2 separate regions of the Callithrix jacchus genome follow, and region 1 is linked to region 2. A link is a contact called in public Hi-C data. All regions are on one chromosome and are shown on one strand. The core of a region is the stretch at or near the end of the contact, and the rest is flanking DNA. Distances in the headings are between cores, read along the strand shown.

Evidence for each region. Hi-C and Micro-C count contacts between places; a contact is called where the count stands out from the background.
Region 1: a contact with region 2 is called in a Hi-C map of skeletal muscle, with 3 times the contacts expected there. The contact joins the promoter of ZNRF2 here to the promoter of NOD1 in region 2. A contact is called at or near these places in 2 of 3 Hi-C or Micro-C datasets (both in skeletal muscle).

What each region holds. Positions count from the first base shown.
Region 1 is chr11:27,932,693-27,936,437 of calJac240_pri, reverse strand. It overlaps ZNRF2 (zinc and ring finger 2), which reads left to right and starts at 1,501. Exons shown (of 6, transcript XR_008473330.2): 1 at 1,501-2,698.
Region 2 is chr11:27,732,108-27,735,966 of calJac240_pri, reverse strand. NOD1 (nucleotide binding oligomerization domain containing 1) reads right to left here and starts at 2,198. Exons shown (of 14, transcript XR_013523900.1): 1 at 2,081-2,198.

The DNA.
Region 1 (3,745 bases), core at 252-2,751, 200 kb before region 2:
GGTGCCAGGAAACATCTATAAGCAGAGGGCATTTGACCAAAATGATCACAATATCTTAACATGATATTGCATATAAATCACTGAGTACGTTTTTCCATTTATATGTGTTTGTGTACATAGTTACACAATGCATGTCTTTATATGTATACATATATTCTCCTTTTGTTTAAAAACTTGATTGCCATATCCTAAGAGTGACGAAAATCATTACATAAAAGACTTATTGCAGATACTGAAAAAAAAAGACAAAGTATTTCTGTAGTTTTACAAAACACCACTTGCTATTATTTTCAGGTGAGGATATGTAGAGAGACTAGACATTTTCAAAATGGGAGCCTCAGAGCAGGCTGTTCCCTGGGTATCCAGACCCCATTCTGCCACGGAGAGACCACACGAACACCGAGGAATGCACTGAGGAAAATTTTATTACACTCCATTTTAGAGAAATTATAGGATCTTAAAGATGCGGGTACCCTAGAATTTAACCAAACAGTTTAGGTAAGAAACCTAAAGTCAGCAGGGTGCGGTAGCTTATGCCTGTAATCCCAACACTTTGGGAGGCGGAGGCGGGTGGATCACTTGAGGACAGGAGTTCGAGACCAGCCTGGCCAACATGGTGAAACCCCGTCACTACTAAAAATACAAAAATTAGCCAGGCGTGGTGGCACGTTCCTATAATCCGAGCTACTCTGGAGGCTGAGGCAGGAGAATCGCTCGAACCCGGGAGGCGGAAGTTGCAGTGGCAGTGAGTCGACACAGCACTACTGCACTCTAGCCTGGGTGACTGAGTGAGACTCCGTCTCAAAACAAAAATAAAAACAAACCTAAAGCCCAAAAAGGTAAAAGGTAAAATAATTTGCTCATTACACATACTTTGGTGTTGCGCCTAAATCCTAGGTTTCATGAGTCAGGTGCAGCGTTCCTGGCACCACGGTTTTTGCCCTACCACGGAGGGTCAAGCTGGATTATCCTGATTTCTTCCAACTCCACGCTTCCTCCCGGGTTGGTGTTCCATGAGTAAGTCTAATTCAGATCAAGCTGGCTTGTGGCTTCTGTGTTTTTTTTAAATCAGTGTGTAACACCAACACCCACCGAAAGCAAATGGCTCTGGGCACAGGATACAGCCATTCACGCCCCCTGCCAGGAAAAGCTGCAGCGGACACTGGCTCCTCCAGCGTCGCCCGGCCACGTGCGGGAGGAGGGGCCGCCTTCTGGTTGGCGCACCGGGTCCGTCCCTCCTAACGGCGTAGGCCCCGCGGTGGAGGCGAGGGCGCGCCCTGGCTGGGAGGGCAGGGCGAGAGACCTGTCCATCAACGAGTCCGCGGGTGGCGGCACCTACAGCACCGCGGTACCTAGGCGAGGCGGAGCCGGGGCGGGCAGGCCGCGGCCGGGGGAGGCGGAGCCAGGCCGGCGGGAGCCAATCGTCCAGGCGGCGCGAGGGGGCGGGGGCGGGGTCACCGAGCGCGACCCAAACACAAGGGCCGGGCGCACCCTGCCGCCGAGCCGTTCCGCGGCCTTCCGGCGCGAAGGCCAGGAACCTCCTCCCCTCTTTGGCACCCCCACCTTCGCAGCTCAGATCCTGTCGCCAGCCCGGCCCCTCCTTCACGGGGGAGCGAGGCGACGGTTGCCGGGAAGCGCGCGCCACCCCTCCCTCCCATTCTTCGTCCTCTCCTCGCGCGCCACCCGTTTTTCCTCTTTCTCCGTTAATAACAGTTGGGTGGCTGGGGGAGGAGGGAAGGTGGCCTCGGCGAAGTCTGGGCGGGCACCTCCCACTCAGCCGCCTGCTGCCGTGTGAGCCGTAGGATGGCGGCGGTACCAGCGGCCGCCCGAGAGGAGGCGGTGCCGAGGCCCGGGGCGCCGAGCGCGGCGGCAGAGAGCGGCAGCGGCCCGTCGTGGCGCACCAGAACCGAAACCAGCGGCAGCCGCACGTCCACCTGAGCCGCCTCTTCCCGCTGGAGCTTGCGAGCGGTGCCCGCAGCCGGATTCCCTTCCTCTTCGCGTCCCCTCGTCTCCTGCGCCCGCGTCAGGCCGCCGGCCTCGCCCACCGCCTGGAGAAGAGCGCCCAGAGCTCCGACTGCCCCTCGGGGCGCCGGGCGGCGGACCTGGACGTACGGGGACCTCTCTGGGCAGGCCGCGGCGCCTCGGCCCTGCCCTCACGCTTCTGCCCTCGCTCCCACCCTCCCGGAGCTCCGGGCGTTGCGCGCGGGCCCGGCCCGGGGCAGGGCGGACATGGGCGCCAAGCAGAGCGGCCCGGCCGCTGCTAACGGCCGCACCCGCGCGTACTCGGGCTCGGATCTGCCTTCCAGCAGCAGTGGAGGGGCCAATGGGACCGCGGGCGGAGGCGGCGGCGGCGCTCGGGCCGCCGCCGCGGGGAGGTTCCCGGCTCAGGTGCCCGGCGCGCACCAGCCCAGCGCCTCGGGCGGCGCCGCAGCGGCCTCGGCGGCCCCGGTAGCCCCGGCCCCGCGCAGCCGCTCCCTTGGCGGAGCCGTGGGGAGCGTGGCGTCGGGGGCTCGCGCGGCGCAGTCCTCCTTCAGCATCCCGAACAGCAGCAGCGGCCCGTACGGCTCGCAGGACTCGGTGCACAGCAGCCCCGAGGACGGCGGCGGCGGCAGGGACCGGCCGGCAGGCGGGAGCCCCGGCGGGCCGCGTCTGGTGATCGGCTCCTTACCAGCTCACCTCTCGCCGCACATGTTTGGAGGTACGGCCCCTTCTCCGCGCGTTTGCGCCCGGCCCTCCCGCGGCTGCACGTGGGCAGCGGCCGCCGGCTATTTTTACCCTTCTCCTTTTCTCCTTCGGCCGGGGCGCCTGGGGGCTGTTGCCCGGCCCGGCTGGCGCGCGTCTCCATCCTGGGAAGAAAGCCGGCAGTTAACACCTGCGGTGCTGGTACTGCGTAGCGTGGTTTTGTTTTTAAACATCGTAAGCACCCTCACCTCTGCGGCTCCCCAATAGAGAAGGTCCATTTTCCAGTGAGGTGACTGGAGCAAATGTTGTTTTACAACCAACCAACGAAACAGCCCTTGAGGTTGTGGCTTTTAGTACCAGGAAGTCAGGAGGAGATACGTTGCTAAATGTAGTTATATCTGGGGACTCCAGTGAGGAACAGCTTTTAAAGGCCAAAAGTCAAAGGTTCTCAAATGAACATTGAGTTACCATCTTTGGGCCGACTTTTAATATAAAGCTGTAATCCTTAAATCTGTGTCAGTCCCACTTTGTCAGTTTAATTGGATGAATGCGTTAATGAAAAGTTTGTTTTTAAACCCCACTTAAAAATTTAGACTTAAAAAATTAGACTTACTGTACTTCCAATTATTTAATTTTTTAATATGTATGACAGCATTATTATGTTTATTCAGTTTCAAATTGTATAAATGTTTGGTTACATACAAATAACAGTTAATGTGAGTCCTGCTTAATTTGGACAGCATTTTAGAAATGGATGAGTTTCTTAAGGAAATAAAAATTTTGCAACTCTGCCTACAAGGTAGGCTTGGTTCTTTTGAAGAGCGGTATTGACTAGAGTTAAGGAAAAGTCAGTTGTGAAAAATGGACATTTTTAATAGCAAAATGATGTGCTCTTCTATAGAAAGAGGAGGAAGGGTGCATTGTCTTGGGGAAAATGAATTCTGCCTCTTCAGTTATGTTTTATGCTGATCTGCTTTATTGAAAACGCTAATAGTAAATGAATCAGGACCACCTCCCTGCTTTATGAAAATAAATAGAAGTATAGATAGATAAGCATTCCCAT
Region 2 (3,859 bases), core at 949-3,448:
AGATCCCTGACTGTCCTTGGTCACTGTAGAAAGATTCACTGTCCCGAGGCCAAGAGTTGGGAGCAAAACAGAAACACCAAGGGTGTGGGCTGAGGATGTTGCAAGCAGGGAGCAACACGTGTGTGTGCACATACCTGTCCACAGCCCAGCTTTCTTGGAAAGCCATTTAAAAACATATATGTGGCAACAGAAGGGAAGAAGTTTCAAGATTAAGAACAGCTTTTTGTGTGTGTGTGTGTGTGTGTGTGTGTAAAAATATTCATTCCTATCACATGCTGTAAAACTGTATTCCAATGCCATTAATACACCCTGGGGCAGTGAGGGGATTTGGTGCCTAAGATCCCAGACTTAAAGCATGCCAAGGCCCTGAGCAGGGCAGCAGGGCAGGGGAAGGAATGGAGCATTGAAGGGGACATTTTATAGACAAACATTCTCCTTCATAATGCCTGTACTAAGTAAACAATTGGTGGGCAAAAACTGCCACTCCAGTATCTAGTAACGACCCCTGCCAGAGCACCGCCTACCAGGTGTGTGATGCACATCATCTCACTGGACTATGCTAGCCTCGGGAGAGAGTTGCTCTTTATCTCCATTTTACAGGTGGGAAAACGGGCTTAGAGACGTCAAGGAACTTGCCCAAAGTCACAGCATAGACCCAGACTTGATGGGTTCCGAAGCGTGAACTTACTTCTCCATTCCCCAGAAACAAAACCTACTCTTGCAGTCTTTGAAAGACCACCCTTTTACCACTCATGCTGTGTGTTTTCAGCACAGCTTGCTTATTTGTCCGGCATATCCGGTAGAAGTCTGTACTTTGTCAATGCCTGGCTTGCTTGGATTTCAGCTACCTGGCCCCTGGCATCTACGTCTGGGTGAGAACAGGGAATCTACTTCTTTCTAAGTTGCATCGTGGAGTTACTCTTTTTTTTTTTTTTCTGAGACGGAGTTTCACTCTCGTTACCCAGGCTGGAGTGCAATGGCGCGATCTCGGCTCACCGTAACCTCCTCCTCCTGGGTTCAGGCAATTCTCCTGCCTCAGCCTCCTGAGTAGCTGGGATTACAGGCACAGGCCACTATGCCCAGCTAATTTTTTTTGTGTTGACCAGGTTGGTCTCAATCTCTCGACCTCGTGATCCACCCGACTCGGCCTCCCAAAGTGCTGGGATTACACGCTTGAGCCACCGCGCCCGGCCCCGGAGTTACTCTTTTACTTTTCCCAGAAGGTGATAGTTTATTCTTCAACAGGGGCTTTGAGGGAGAACAAACCCCGCCCTTTGGCAAGCACGGCTTATGGCTTCACCCTTAAAGTAGAAAGGCCAGAAGTCATCAAGGCCATAGGTTTACTAGCTTCCCCAGACTTAATTTCAAACACCAACAACTGCAGCCTTTCCCAGAATGCAGAGCCAATGGAACATCATCATCTGTCATTTCCTATGTTTTTCACAATGTGCCAAAACCGCTGCGCACATTGGAGGCTTTTTTGAATGTGATATTCAGGTGACCTTGCCAAGCATTGTCTCATTTCCCGACTTTGTGGACCATGAAACGCAAGGGAAGTTCTCGCCCTGCGCCCTGGACCAAGCAGGACACTGGGAGCTGCTGTGTCGTCTGCAGGCAGGACTCCATGAAGGCCCGTCTGCCCTGCCAACCTTCGGTCACTGGTGATTCCAATCTTCATCCAACGCTGGCTGCAGATTGGAATCACTTGGGGAGCTTTTAAAAGATAAGGAGGCCTGGGTCTGACTCCGTGAGATTGAGATGGAACCGATCTAGGGTGCAGCCTGGACATCTGGATTTTAAAAGCTCCGCAGGTGGTTCTAAGGTAATGGCACGATTGAGAACCCCTGCCTTAGACCACAGTGGAGGATACGATTCTGCTGACGGTGAAGTTCACCCCTCTCGACTTTCGCTACACTCTTCAAACTCGCGGGTTTCTCCGCTTGGTTCCACCAAGAGCTCCCCCAGAGCCGCGCAGCTTTCCGCCCGCACGCAGATCCCGCCTCCCCTCGCCCTCTCGCTCGCAGCGCCCAGGACCCCAGAAGCGTCTGCCCCGCGCGAATCCTCAGTTTCTGGGACTTACTTGGCCGCCAGGTTGGAGACTTCGCAGCCGCTGAGAGAAAGACAGGAGCCTGGTGAGCGCGGTGGCCCAGGAAGGCTCTGCGCCCGCAGTCGCGCGACGGAGGGGCAGGGCTGCCTGCGGTCCCGGAACGGGAACTGGCCGCGACGACAGCCCCAGCCGCGCCCTCTGTCGGCGCGCCCTAGAGCCTGCAGGCTGCTCGGGCGGGGGCGGTCAAGGCAGGGTCCCGTGGTGCTGCCGCTGGCTCTAGGGCGATTTGGTGCCTAAGATCCCAGACCTAGGCGGGGTCGGGAGAAGCTGCGTGCAGACGGGCGCCCGGTGCGGGAGGGTGAGCGGCCGCGGGGCCGTGTGGGCAGGCCCGAGTTCGCTCAGGGGTGACACATTTGGCATTCGTGGTGCCGAAGTGCCAGGCCCGCACCCCTAAAAGTGCCAACCCAGCACCTGCAACCAGAGCCAACGCCTGGACGTGATAGGGAAACTCTTGTTAAAACATGACACGTTGTCCTGATGAAATCCAGCTTAGAATAATCAAATTTTAATAACACTGCATACATTTCAATTTATACTTAAGAAAAAAATCTAAGTTTTTCTTCCTATCCTTAAATTTGTTCTTGGCAGTGCACATTTATGTTCTATGCATATGCTATAATAACTGGTAAAGGAGTTTTTAACATGCTAATAAATGTCCCCAATAAAATCGTTTTAAAACGTTTTGAATGGTGAACGTCTCCATGAGGCATATCGATGTTGCAGAAAGTTGTCATTTATTCACACTGAAGAAGTAAATTCAATCATACAGCCACTAATGCTTGTATTAAAAATTCCCATCAAAGGCTGCCTTCTGATAAACAGAAACTATGTTCTTAAACCAAAAGTGAAACTCAAACGTTAGTTGATGGGATCAAATGTGCCAACTTCTAAGCACCAGAATGATGACTAGGATATGTGAACTCCAAATATCTGAGTCAGCCTCAGTTAATTCAGAAAGTTTATTTTGCCCTTTGGGAGGCCGAGGCGGGTGGATCACGAGGTCAGGAGTTCAAGATCAGCCTGGCCAACATGGTGAATCCCCAACTCTCCTAAAAATAAAAAAATTAGCCAGGTGTTGTGGCAGGTGCCTGTAATCCCCAGCTACGGGGAGGCTGAGGCAGGAGAATCACTTGAACCTGGGAGGCGGAGGTTGCAGTGAGCCAAGGGGAGGGCAGGGAAGGGAAAAAGGAAGGAGGGAGGAGGAGAGCCAGTAAGAGAGAGAGAGAGAGAGAGAGAGAGAAAGTTAGTTTATTTTGCCAAGGTTGAGGATGCTCACCGGTGACACAGCCTGATGACATGTCCCAAGGTGGTCAGAGCATAGTTTGGTTTGATACATTTTAGAGAGACATGAGATATCAATCAATATCTGTAAGATGAACATTGGTTTGGTCTGGAAAGGTGGGACAACTCAAGCAGGAAGATCTTCCAGGTCAGGTAGGTGACAGACAAAAGTTGCATCCTTTTGAATTTCTGATTAGCCCTTCCAAAGGAGGCAATCAGATATGCATTTATCTCAGTGAGCAGAGGGGTGACTTTGAATAGAATGGCAGGCAGGTTTGCCCTAAGCTGTTCCCAGCTTGACTTTTTTCCTTTAGCTTAGTGATTTGGGGAACCCAAGATTTATTTTCCTTTCACAGATACTAATTCCTCCAGTCTATCTGTATATGAGCCTATGGCCAAAAAATTAGACACTTTTTTTTCTTTTCCCCTAGGATTCTGAACTTTATCTTCCATGTCTTCATCTCTTATTCT